Linked DNA regions of Macaca mulatta: region 1 is linked to region 2. The links are chromatin contacts, called in public Hi-C maps. All regions are on one chromosome and are shown on one strand. The core of a region is the stretch at or near the end of the contact, and the rest is flanking DNA. Distances in the headings are between cores, read along the strand shown.

Region 1 (4,929 bases), core at 2,230-4,729, 70 kb after region 2:
TATAAAGTTTATCCAACGAGCCACACTGAATTCCCACAGAGCACTGACTACACAGCAGTCATAAACTGACACAGCATGCCGTCAGACAAGGAATGCACCATCATTTTCACCTCTTAACTACAACTACCTTGCTATTAAGAGACACTCATCCATTACACTTACCATTTGAGGATGAAGGGACTTACACAGGGTAATGGACACATCAAAACACTTATTTTGGCAACAAAATGCAGATTATTTTCTGAACCAGCATTTACTGATACTCTCTAATTATGTTATTTAATTGATGATGGGCTCACTGCCCATATGCAAAATAACTCTCCTCTTATATTTGATGAAGCATAACCTTTCTATGTCAAATCTACCTTAAAAGGCACAAAAAGAGGCTAGGCACGGTGGCTCATGGCTGTAATCACAGCACTTTGGAAGGCCAAGGTGGATGGATCACAAGGTCAGGAGTTCAGGACCAGCCTGGCCAACATGGTGAAACCCCGTCTCTACCAAAAATACAAAAATTAGCCAGGTGTGGCGGTGGGCGCCTGTAATCTCAGCTACTCAGGAGGCTGAGGCAGACAATTGCTTGAACCCGGGAGGTGGAGGTTGCAATGAGCCAAGATAGCGCCACCACACTCCAGCCTGGGCAACAGAGCAAAACTCTAAAAAAATAAAAATAAAATAAAATAAAAAGGGGCACAAAAACTTATTGGAAAAATATTCTCCAATACAAACAGCATAGTTTCGTTAACTCTATTTATAGGGACTTCTACTTGTCACGGTATCAACACTGTAATTACAGCTAACATGGCGGCCACTTAGCAGCAGCAGCCCATCTGGGTGGGTGTGATGAAAGGCATTGCTGGTATGGGGTGACCAGCATGGCCGGTCGAGAGAAAAGCATCTGACGGTGGCAATGCAAGTTACAAGGCTGACACAAATTAGAGCTGCAAAAGAGGAACTCAGGTTTTAAAGGTGACACCTTTAAAAACGAACTTCTGGTAAATTGTGTTATGTATATTTTACCACAGTAAAAATAAAACAGAAGAAAAAGCTGCTGAAAGTTTCAAGTTTGGGTCAAATTTAGCAATATCTTGTAGGGAGGGAACTTTTCAACAAACTCAAGAGGCATCACAAAGAACAGAGAAAACGTCATAGCAACTTGGTCTTTGTTCCCTCCCATCCCATTCCATTCAGATGGCCAGCCTATCAAATGAGATCCTGCTCTTCGGGGAGAAACTACAGAAAGAGGAGAACAACAGCTGAATGGAGGGTGGGGGAGGCCACGCCAACTATACGAGGTCACAATGAAGGCTGAGCAAGACATCCGCCCCCCCACCTTTTTTTTTCTAGTTTAACTACTGTTGCAGAGTAAAATCAGAGGACTTCTGTAATCATTCCCTAACAGAACTCGAAGTCTTCCAGGGCAGCCAATACTCACCAAGAGAAATCAAGGTCTCAGAAAAACCAAAAAAACAGTCTCAGGGTCTCTGATTTTGAACTATCCACGTTATGACATAGACTAGGTCTGCACACAACAAAAACAGTAACTGTTTCGATGGCACTTTTTCCACAAGTAATATCATCTTGTATGTTTGGCTGAGTAAGTGTCAACATCCCAAAAACGATCAAAAGATTCTCTAAGTTTGGCAGTTCAACCACTGTGCACACTTTTATTTCTCATTTCAAGCGTTAAGGATATTGCTCAAATGACTGCATAAAACTCTCTCCTCGTATAAGAAAGCCTGAAATCTAATTTCTCTACCAAAAACCCTGTTCTTGCAAATGGATACAAAACTACTTATAACCTACAAAAACCATGAATCCCAAGCATGTTACATCTTAACTGTGTAGAAGGAAAACACTTTTAAAGCATAGGGAACTGTGAGACCAGCTTCATCTTCCCAAGCCTCTTCCAAAACTTCTTGGAAGCTGGTATACAAGACTAACCTTCCAAAAACACAACAGAACAGAAAATCTTAACGGGGCACTGCGAAAAGAGCAGGCATCGAGAAACATCAAGACTACCCCCTCCAACCTTCCCAAACGACACAAATACAACAGTTAACAGTACAATCCCTCTTTGAGAGGGGACTGAATCAATGTGGCAGGGCCAACCCTACACACACACACACACACACACACACGCACGCGCGCGCGCACACACATACACCACACACACAGCTACCGCCCTGCCAGGGGATGATGAAATGAGGAACGGAAATTAACATTTCAGGCAACGTCTCACATTGTTCCTTGAGGCCAAGGGCTGCTGTTGCAGCCGCCACCGCCACCGCTTTCCTCCCAGCCACCCCCCTCCACCGGCCCGCCTACCCTCCCCCTAACACCCCCCACACGGCTGCCCGCATTCCTGCCCCTCCTCGGCCTACGCGCGCCTCCTGCAACCCCGACGCCCCCAGGTCCCCAGTTCGCCCGCCCCCTCCGGCTCGGAGCCCGAGAGCCGCCTGCTCTCATTTCAAAACAGCGATAATAATAGGGACGCTGAGAATAACAACTACGACCAGCAGCGGGAAGGCGCCCCTCTCGCGGGTCAGAGGTCGGCGCCTCCGCTCCGCAGCACCCGGCGCCCCTTGGCAGCCCCCTCCCGGCAGCCTCAGGTCCCCAAGACCTCCAGGCCCGCCCCGGAGCCCCCCGTCCGCCTCTCACCGCCGCCTCGGGCCCCCGAGGCCCGCCCCGGAGTCCCCCGGCCGCCTCTCACGGCCGTCCCGGGCCCCCGGGCCCCCCAGGCCCGCTCCGGAGCCCCCAGTCGCCCCCTCACCGCCGCCGCGGGCCCCCGGCCACCCAGGCCCGCCCGGAGCCCCCGTCCGCCCCTTACGGCCGCCTCGGGCCGCCGGACCCCTCTCACGGCCGCCCCGACCTCCCAGGCCCGCCCCGGAGCCCCCTATTGGCCCCTCACGGCCACCCCGGGCCCCCAAAGACCCCCGGCCGTCCCGAACCCGGACACGCAGGTCCGCCCCGGGTCCCATTATTGGCCCCTCAGGACGGCCCCGGGCCCCGAAAGACCCCCGCCCACCCGGCTCCGGCCCCCAGGCCTGCCCCGAGGCCCGCGGCGCAGCTCCGCCACCGGGGAAGGCCTGCAGGCCGCAAGGCCGCGCAAGTACCCCGTGCCCGCCCCGACCACCGCCCCCAGGCCAGCGGCGCCTCTCACCGGGCTCCGAGGGCTGCGCGGCTCCGCGGCGGCTCAGCGGCGGGGCGCGGGCGCTGCCCATGCAGCCCGCGGCCGCGTTTCCCGGGCCGCGCGGCCCGAGCGGGAAGGCGGCGGCGGCGGCGGCGCGGGCTCGGGCCCGGCAGACCTGCGAGGGCCGGCGGGAAGCGAGCCCGCCCCTCGGGCGCGCCCACGGTTAGGGCGAGCGCCGCGGCTCCCGGTGCGGACGCTACTGAAGGGGCGTCTGGCCGCGGGCTCGGCGGCGGCGCCTCCCCGGCTGAGGCCCTCGGTCCATCGCGCACCGTCTCAGGGCGGCCTCTGGCTCCAGGACCCAGCGGCGGCTGCGGCGGGCGCCGGCCGCATGAGACGCTCCCGCCCATTGGCCCGCCGTATCCGCCACCGCCATTGGCCCGCCCCGGCCGGCCGCAGGGGCTGCGCACGTCACAGCATCGGGAGTTAGTGCGCTAATGGAGTGAAGGGGAGAGGCGGGATTGACAGCCTCTGTGGCGGCCCGGAGGCGGGACTAGGAGGACGTCACGGTAACGATTGGGCAGGGTCCTGCGTGAGGGCGCACGCGACACTGGAAGTAGCGAGCAACTGGATTGGCCTCCTCCGTCGCAAAGGAGGGTGGGTCTTGCATTCTCGGGCCTGACGATTGGTCTTTCCAAGTGCCGGAAGCAACGGGGATGTGCTCTGGGAACAAAATCTGGTATTGAACTGCTGCGAGACAAAACGTCCGCCTCCAGGGGCCGGAGCGGCGGTTGCCTGTCGAGTACCCGTGGTCTTTTGCCGGCACCCGGGCATCTCGGGCCACGTCCGGCTCGGCCCCCGGAAGGCCCGGCCTTCGGCCGCGTTGTCCTGGAGGGCGTCACGGGGCATGAAGAGCCCTGGGCGGCGGCCAGGGGAGGGGACCGGGACATCGGGGCGGTCGCTCGGGGCTCCCGCGCGGTGACTCTTGCTCTGCCATCGAAGAGAACGGCCCTCGGGCGCGCCGCAGCCCCTGCCTTGGTAGTTAATCCTCCAACACGCGAAACAGGTAGATGAGAACTGGTTTCCTTTGCAGCTAAAATTAAGCTTCTGGTAAGTGTGGATCCTGTTCTAAGTGCACCTGTGTTTTCCTCCAGAACTAAACCAAAAAAGTAAGGTGAACAAAATCGGTGCCCCTTTCAGTTTCTTTTTCAATTCTGCATGTTACTGGGGGCTAAGACAACTGGTTAGCACGCTATTTACAAGCCTCAATTTACGAAATAACGGAATTGCAAAGTCCAGAGTAAATAGGACGTGAGGACGGCCTTTTCAGTTGGGCAACACGCAGTGTGGTTGAAAGATCAGTTGTTAAACCGCCCCTATTCAAATCCCAGCCCTACCAGTGACTAGCGGTCACCCTGCAGGCTTTGTCTCTCAGATCTTCAGTTTCTTGATGGGTAAAATGGGAACTACAAGTAGCACCTTTTTCTTTTTCTTTTTTTTTTTTTTTTTTTTTTTTTTGAGTCAAGGTCTCACTCTGTCGCCCATGCTGGAGTGCAGTGCTAACTGCAGCCTCCGCTTCCCGGGCTCAGAGGATCCTCCCACCTCAGCCTACTAAGTAGCTAGGACCACAGCCAGGCATCACCATGCCCGCCTAATTATTAAAGTTTTCGTAGAGACAGGATCTCTCTGTGTTGCCCAGGCTGGTCTTGAAATCCTGGACTCAAGCGACCCTCCCTCCTCGGCTTCTCAAAGTGCTGGGATTAGAGGCATGAGCCACGGTGCCGGCCAGGAGCACCTAT
Region 2 (5,119 bases), core at 621-3,120:
GAGGCTGAGGCAGGCGGATCACGAGGTTGGGAGTTCGAGACCAGCCTGACCAACATGGAGAAACCCCGTCTCTACTAAAAATACAAAATTAGCCAGGCATGGTGGTGCATGCCTGTAATCCCAGCTACTAGGGAGGCTGAGGCAGGAGAATCGTTTGAACCCAGGAGGTGGAGGTTGCGGTGAGCCGAGATTACGCCATTGCACTCCAGTCTACGTGACAAGAGCAAAACTCTGTCTTTAAAAAAAAAAAAAAAAAGAAAAGAAAAAGAAGAAAGTCTTGCTTCCGCTGTTCTGTGTGTCTCCAAGTCCATTCTTTGGGTTTGGACGGGTGAATGTGTGTTTCTCACAATGGGTAGACAGATACTAAGCTGCCGTCCACCCACACCATGCAGACCACTCAGCAGCAAACAGAGCAAACATTACACTGAGCAAAAGGCCAGTCGAAAAGGTCACAATTCTACGATTCCATGTATATGACATTCTTATGACAAATTCTTTAAATGGAGGACAAATTAGAGGTTCCCAGGGGTTAGGGACCAGGGTGGGGAGATGGGCTGGAAGGGCAAATGTGGCTAGAAAAGGGCAAAGGGCAGATCCTCGCGGTTGTGGAACTGTTCAGTACAGCAACACGGCAGGGACGGGAGCCCTCGGGGCAAACCTGCACAGAACTCCGATCAATCAATCCGTCTCTCTCACACACACGTACAGGTAAACCTCAGGCAACCTGAGTTAAGACTGGTCAGCGATACCGTGTCCACATCCTGGCTGTGACGTTCTATTAAGGGCACAGTTCTCCAATGTGTTACCACTGGAAGAGAGGAGGAGACTGGCCAAAGTGTACAAGGGGCTCTCAAGGATTTCTTACAACTGTAAGTGAAGACACAAATTATTTTTTAAAAAGCTCAAATTATTTAAAAAAAAAAAAAAGTCCAAAAAGGAAAGAGTCCAATATTGATAATTTCATATGGCTTTATCTACTATCAACTCACTTTATCCTGACAATGATCCCACGGAGTAGGTATCATTATTATCTCCCCTTTGCAGATGAGAAAATTGAGGCCCCAGGGGTGTGAGAAATTTAGTCAAGGTCACATTGACTAAATGTGGGGCCAAGACTTGAAACCAGGCTGGCTCCAGAGCCCACACTCTTCACCACGATCAGTCTTGAAACTGGAAATGTAAAAACCATGAATATGCACCTGCTATTATTATGGCTTAAAAATCTCCATACAATGTAACTCTAGAGGACTTAAAACGGAACACTAAAGACCTACGATCCAGCCGCATCTCATTTTAGTTCTCAGTCAAAAAAACGACACAACCAATTGGATTCCACTCCCACAATGGTGCCAGGAGCCCCCAATGCCAAGGCCGGCTGGTGTGGACAGGCCACCTATCACTCTGATCAGGCGAGTCTCCTAACCTTGGCCTTCTTCCAGTGAACACACCCGCCCCGTTCGTGTTTTTGGGCTGAGGGCGGAGAAGGTGCAGTTATTTGTTTCCTGTTTTTGGTGTTTCTTAAGGGTGGGGTGCTACTTGTTTGTTTTCTCTGATCTAAAGTGAAAGAGAAGGCTCGAGGGAGTAAAGGCAACTAAGCAAACTTCAGAACTGAGGTGAGCATGGGGAGGAGCTGGAAGGAAAACCAGGCTTCCTTCTTCAATGCAAATGTTTCTTTTTACTACAGGAAAAAATGAAACAGGAAACAAAATCAATGTTCCTAAACAGTTCTCTTTATACCATTTAGCAGAAGAAGGTGCAAAGTGGATGAATGCAGAATGAGAACGAGAAGAAATGATTTCACACAACCGTTCTTCCCTTTCCACAACGCCTGCCCTGATAGGAATCAAACTCCTTTGCTGAAGAACAAAAGCCAACTATGGAAGGCAGGAGAACCTTCAGTCCTCAGAGAAGGCATCCAACTCCTGCCAGAACCTTCCCTTCCTCACCAGATCCAGCGGAATGGCAAAAACAATTTGTGTTTGAAAGTAAACAGACACACAGCTATAATGAAAAAAAAAAAGGAAGCTGTAGATCAGAAACTGGGAAATACCTTAAAATTAGGAGGACAAAGGCATGAAATCAAACCAGAGAAAGTGACGCAAAAGCCAACAGGGAGAAGAGTCCCAATAACACAGCAGGAGAAGCTGCAGGAAGGACAGACAACACAGGACTGTGCAATACCTGCCTCCCTCCCACAGGAGGCTCCACAGGCCCCCAGCCAGCGCCGGCCGAGTTCACAAGCTCCCTGAGCAACAAACGCCAACTCCCTGCTTGGCTTCACTAAAACAAGCCTTGAAAGGGAACGAGAAGCTCTGATGGTCACTTAAACATCACACACACACACAAATCTGAAATCCTGACCAACAAAGACATAAGACCAACCTTTCAGAAAGCGTAAATCAGGCACACAGATGACCAATTTACTTCTAGCTCTTAGTAAACCCACAGAATTCCAATCAGCACCACACTCTCATGGCAAAACTCAAAAGAAACCATGAATATATTGTGATCTACTTGTCTCTGGAGCTCACTGCTGGCCTCACCATTTTATGATCAGTGTCATGGACACTGCGAAACAGAGAAGATGGAGAAATCTGGGAAGCAGCCGTTTCATTCAGTGTGAAGCTCCTACTCAACAATCACTTAGTTATGTGGGACCTCTCCCAACACTCACTGTCTGTTTCATAAAATGAATAACCCAAGTGGCAGCGGACGTCAGGACACCTGTCACCAGCCTGTCTTTTGCTAAGCAGGAACCTCAGAATCAGATACAACTCCATGAAGAACCATCTCTTGGTACGCAACCAGGTCTTCAATCAGTCAATCAACTCAGCAGAGGTGCATGATACAAGATCAATATACAAAAGTCAGCCGTATCATCATCATACACAAGCAATGAACAATCTGAAAAAATGAAGGAAACATTTCCATTTAAAACAGCATCAAAAAGAATATTTAGCAACAAATTTAACCAAAGATGTGTAAAACTTGCACCCTGTAACCACAAAACACTGTTGAAAGAAACTGAAGACCTACATAAGTGGGGGGAAAATCCCACATTCATGGATCAAAAGACATAGTATCTTTACAACGGCAACACTCCCAAGGTGGCCTAAGGATTCGGTGCAGGGACTATCAGATTTCCAACTCCGTTTTCAAAATTGATCCAAAAATCTATATGGAACTGTAAACCTCTTACATACTACAACTTACAGAACCATACAAGTTTTTCTTAAAACTTTTTTGAGAGTAGAAAAGACATAATTGAAATGTCTAGGGGCTGGGGTGGTGGCTCACGCCTGTAGGCACAGCACTTTAGGAGGCCAAGGCGGGAGGATCACTTGAGGTCAGGAGTTTGAGACCAGCCTGGCCAACGTGGCGAAACCCCATCTCTACAATAAATACAAAAAAATTAGCTCGTTGTGGTGGCGCACACCTGTAATCCCAGCTACTCGGGAGGCTGAGGCAGAAGAACTGCTTGAACCCAGGAGGCAGAGGTTACCGTGAGCTGAGATCATGCCACTGCACTCCAGCCTGGGAGACAGAGTGTGCCTCCAAAAAAAAAAAGTCTAGTAATCATATGATACCAGATTTTTCTAAAATGATTATTTTTACTTTGAAGTATTAAGGGGGGGGAATAAAACAAGGGCACTGATTTGACTTTTTTTTTAAAACCTCTTTAGTTTGAAAGGTCTAAAATTCTTCAATATCGGCCACGTGCAGTGGCTCATGCCTCTAATCCCAGCACTTTGGGAGGCCAAAGCAGATGTATCACCTGAGGTCAGGAGTCTGAGACCAGCCTGGCCAACATGGTGAAATCCCATTTCTAATAAAAATACAAAAATTAGCCGAGTGTGGTGGTGGGCGCCTGTAATCCCAGCTACTCGGGAGGCTGATGGGAGAATCACTTGAACCCAGGAGGCAGAGGTTGCAGTGAGCCAAGATCGTGCCACTGCACTACAGCCTGGGCAGCAGAGTAAGACTCCATCTCAAAAAAATAGATTAATTAATTAAAATAAAATTCTTTGGCCAGGCACAGTGGCTCACGACTGTAATCCTAGCACTTCGGGAAGCCGAAGCGGGCGGATCACAAGGTCAGGAGAGCAAGACCATCCTGGCTAACACAGTGAAACCCCGTCTCTACTAAAAATACAAAAAATTTAGCCAGGCGTGGCGGTGTGCGCCTGTAATCCCAGTTGCTGGGGAAGCTGAGGCAGGAGAATGGTGTGAACCCGGGAGGCGGAGCTTGCAGTGAGCAGAGACTGTACCACTGCACTCCAGCCTGGGTGACAGAGCAAGACCCCATCTCTAAATAAATAAATAAATAAACTTCTTCAATAACAAACACAACATTCTTCCCTTTAAAAATACACCACTGTCATAGGCCGGTCATGGTGGCTCACACCTGTAATCCCAGCACTTTGGGAGGCCGAGGTGGGTGGATCACAAAGTCAGGAGTTCGAGACCAGCCTGGCCAACATAGTGAAACCCCGTCTCTACTAAAAATACAAAAATTAGCCAGGTGTGGCGGCGGGCACCTGTAATCCCAGCTACTCTGGAGGCTGAGGCAGGAGAATCACTTGAACCCAGGAGGCAGAGGTTGCAGTGAGCCAAGATCGTGCCACTGCACTACAGCCTGGGCGACAGAGCAAGACTCCACCTCAAAAAAATAAAATAAAATAAAAATACACCACTGTCCCTGAATGTGTAGTGTTCTTTTGATTTAGAATATGAGCCCACAATGATTTGTACAGCTCAACGTCTGAGATGCAACGAACAGAATGTAAATGGGGGTTGGGGGAGGGAAGGGACTACACAGCTCCCGAGAGAACAGCGACATCCCTGAAGCGTGGGATTCTCACTCTCATGCTCAGACATTCTAGTACACAGCAGGTGCGCTGTCCTTTAATAAGGACAAAAGTCAACAAATGCCCCTTGGATGAATGGCGGACTGGCACGCATTCCACACTGCAGGCTCTGTCCCCGCCCAGCTAGACTTGTCCACCATCTTGAAACACTACTTTTCCATTTTATTAACGCAACCTGATGGCCGGCCACTGTAACAAAAGAAACATCACCAAAATGATTCTATTTCTTCCTTAAGACAGAACGGAGTCTG

Evidence for each region. A called contact is a pair of places that touch in the nucleus more often than the background predicts.
Region 1: a contact with region 2 is called in a Hi-C map of blood, with 2.5 times the contacts expected there. The contact joins the promoter of ANKRD11 here to the enhancer-like site in region 2. A contact is called at or near these places in 4 of 14 Hi-C or Micro-C datasets (CD4 T cells, blood, cortical neurons and 1 more).

Annotation. Positions count from the first base shown.
Region 1 is chr20:84,923,242-84,928,170 of T2T-MMU8v2.0, forward strand. ANKRD11 (ankyrin repeat domain containing 11) reads right to left here and starts at 3,480. Exons shown (of 13, transcript XM_077986803.1): 1 at 3,164-3,480. It overlaps LOC144338210 (a long non-coding RNA gene), which reads left to right and starts at 3,862. Exons shown (of 3, transcript XR_013412173.1): 1 at 3,862-4,240.
Region 2 is chr20:84,854,936-84,860,054 of T2T-MMU8v2.0, forward strand. All of the region lies in intron 1 of ANKRD11 (ankyrin repeat domain containing 11), which reads right to left. Among named protein-coding and RNA genes, the nearest start is that of ANKRD11, 69 kb to the right of the region's middle. Within about 2 kb of position 1,871, at least 7 of the 40 cell types and tissues checked have an H3K27ac peak or open chromatin away from gene starts, as enhancers often do. A contact at or near this core is called in CD4 T cells and blood, where this site is marked.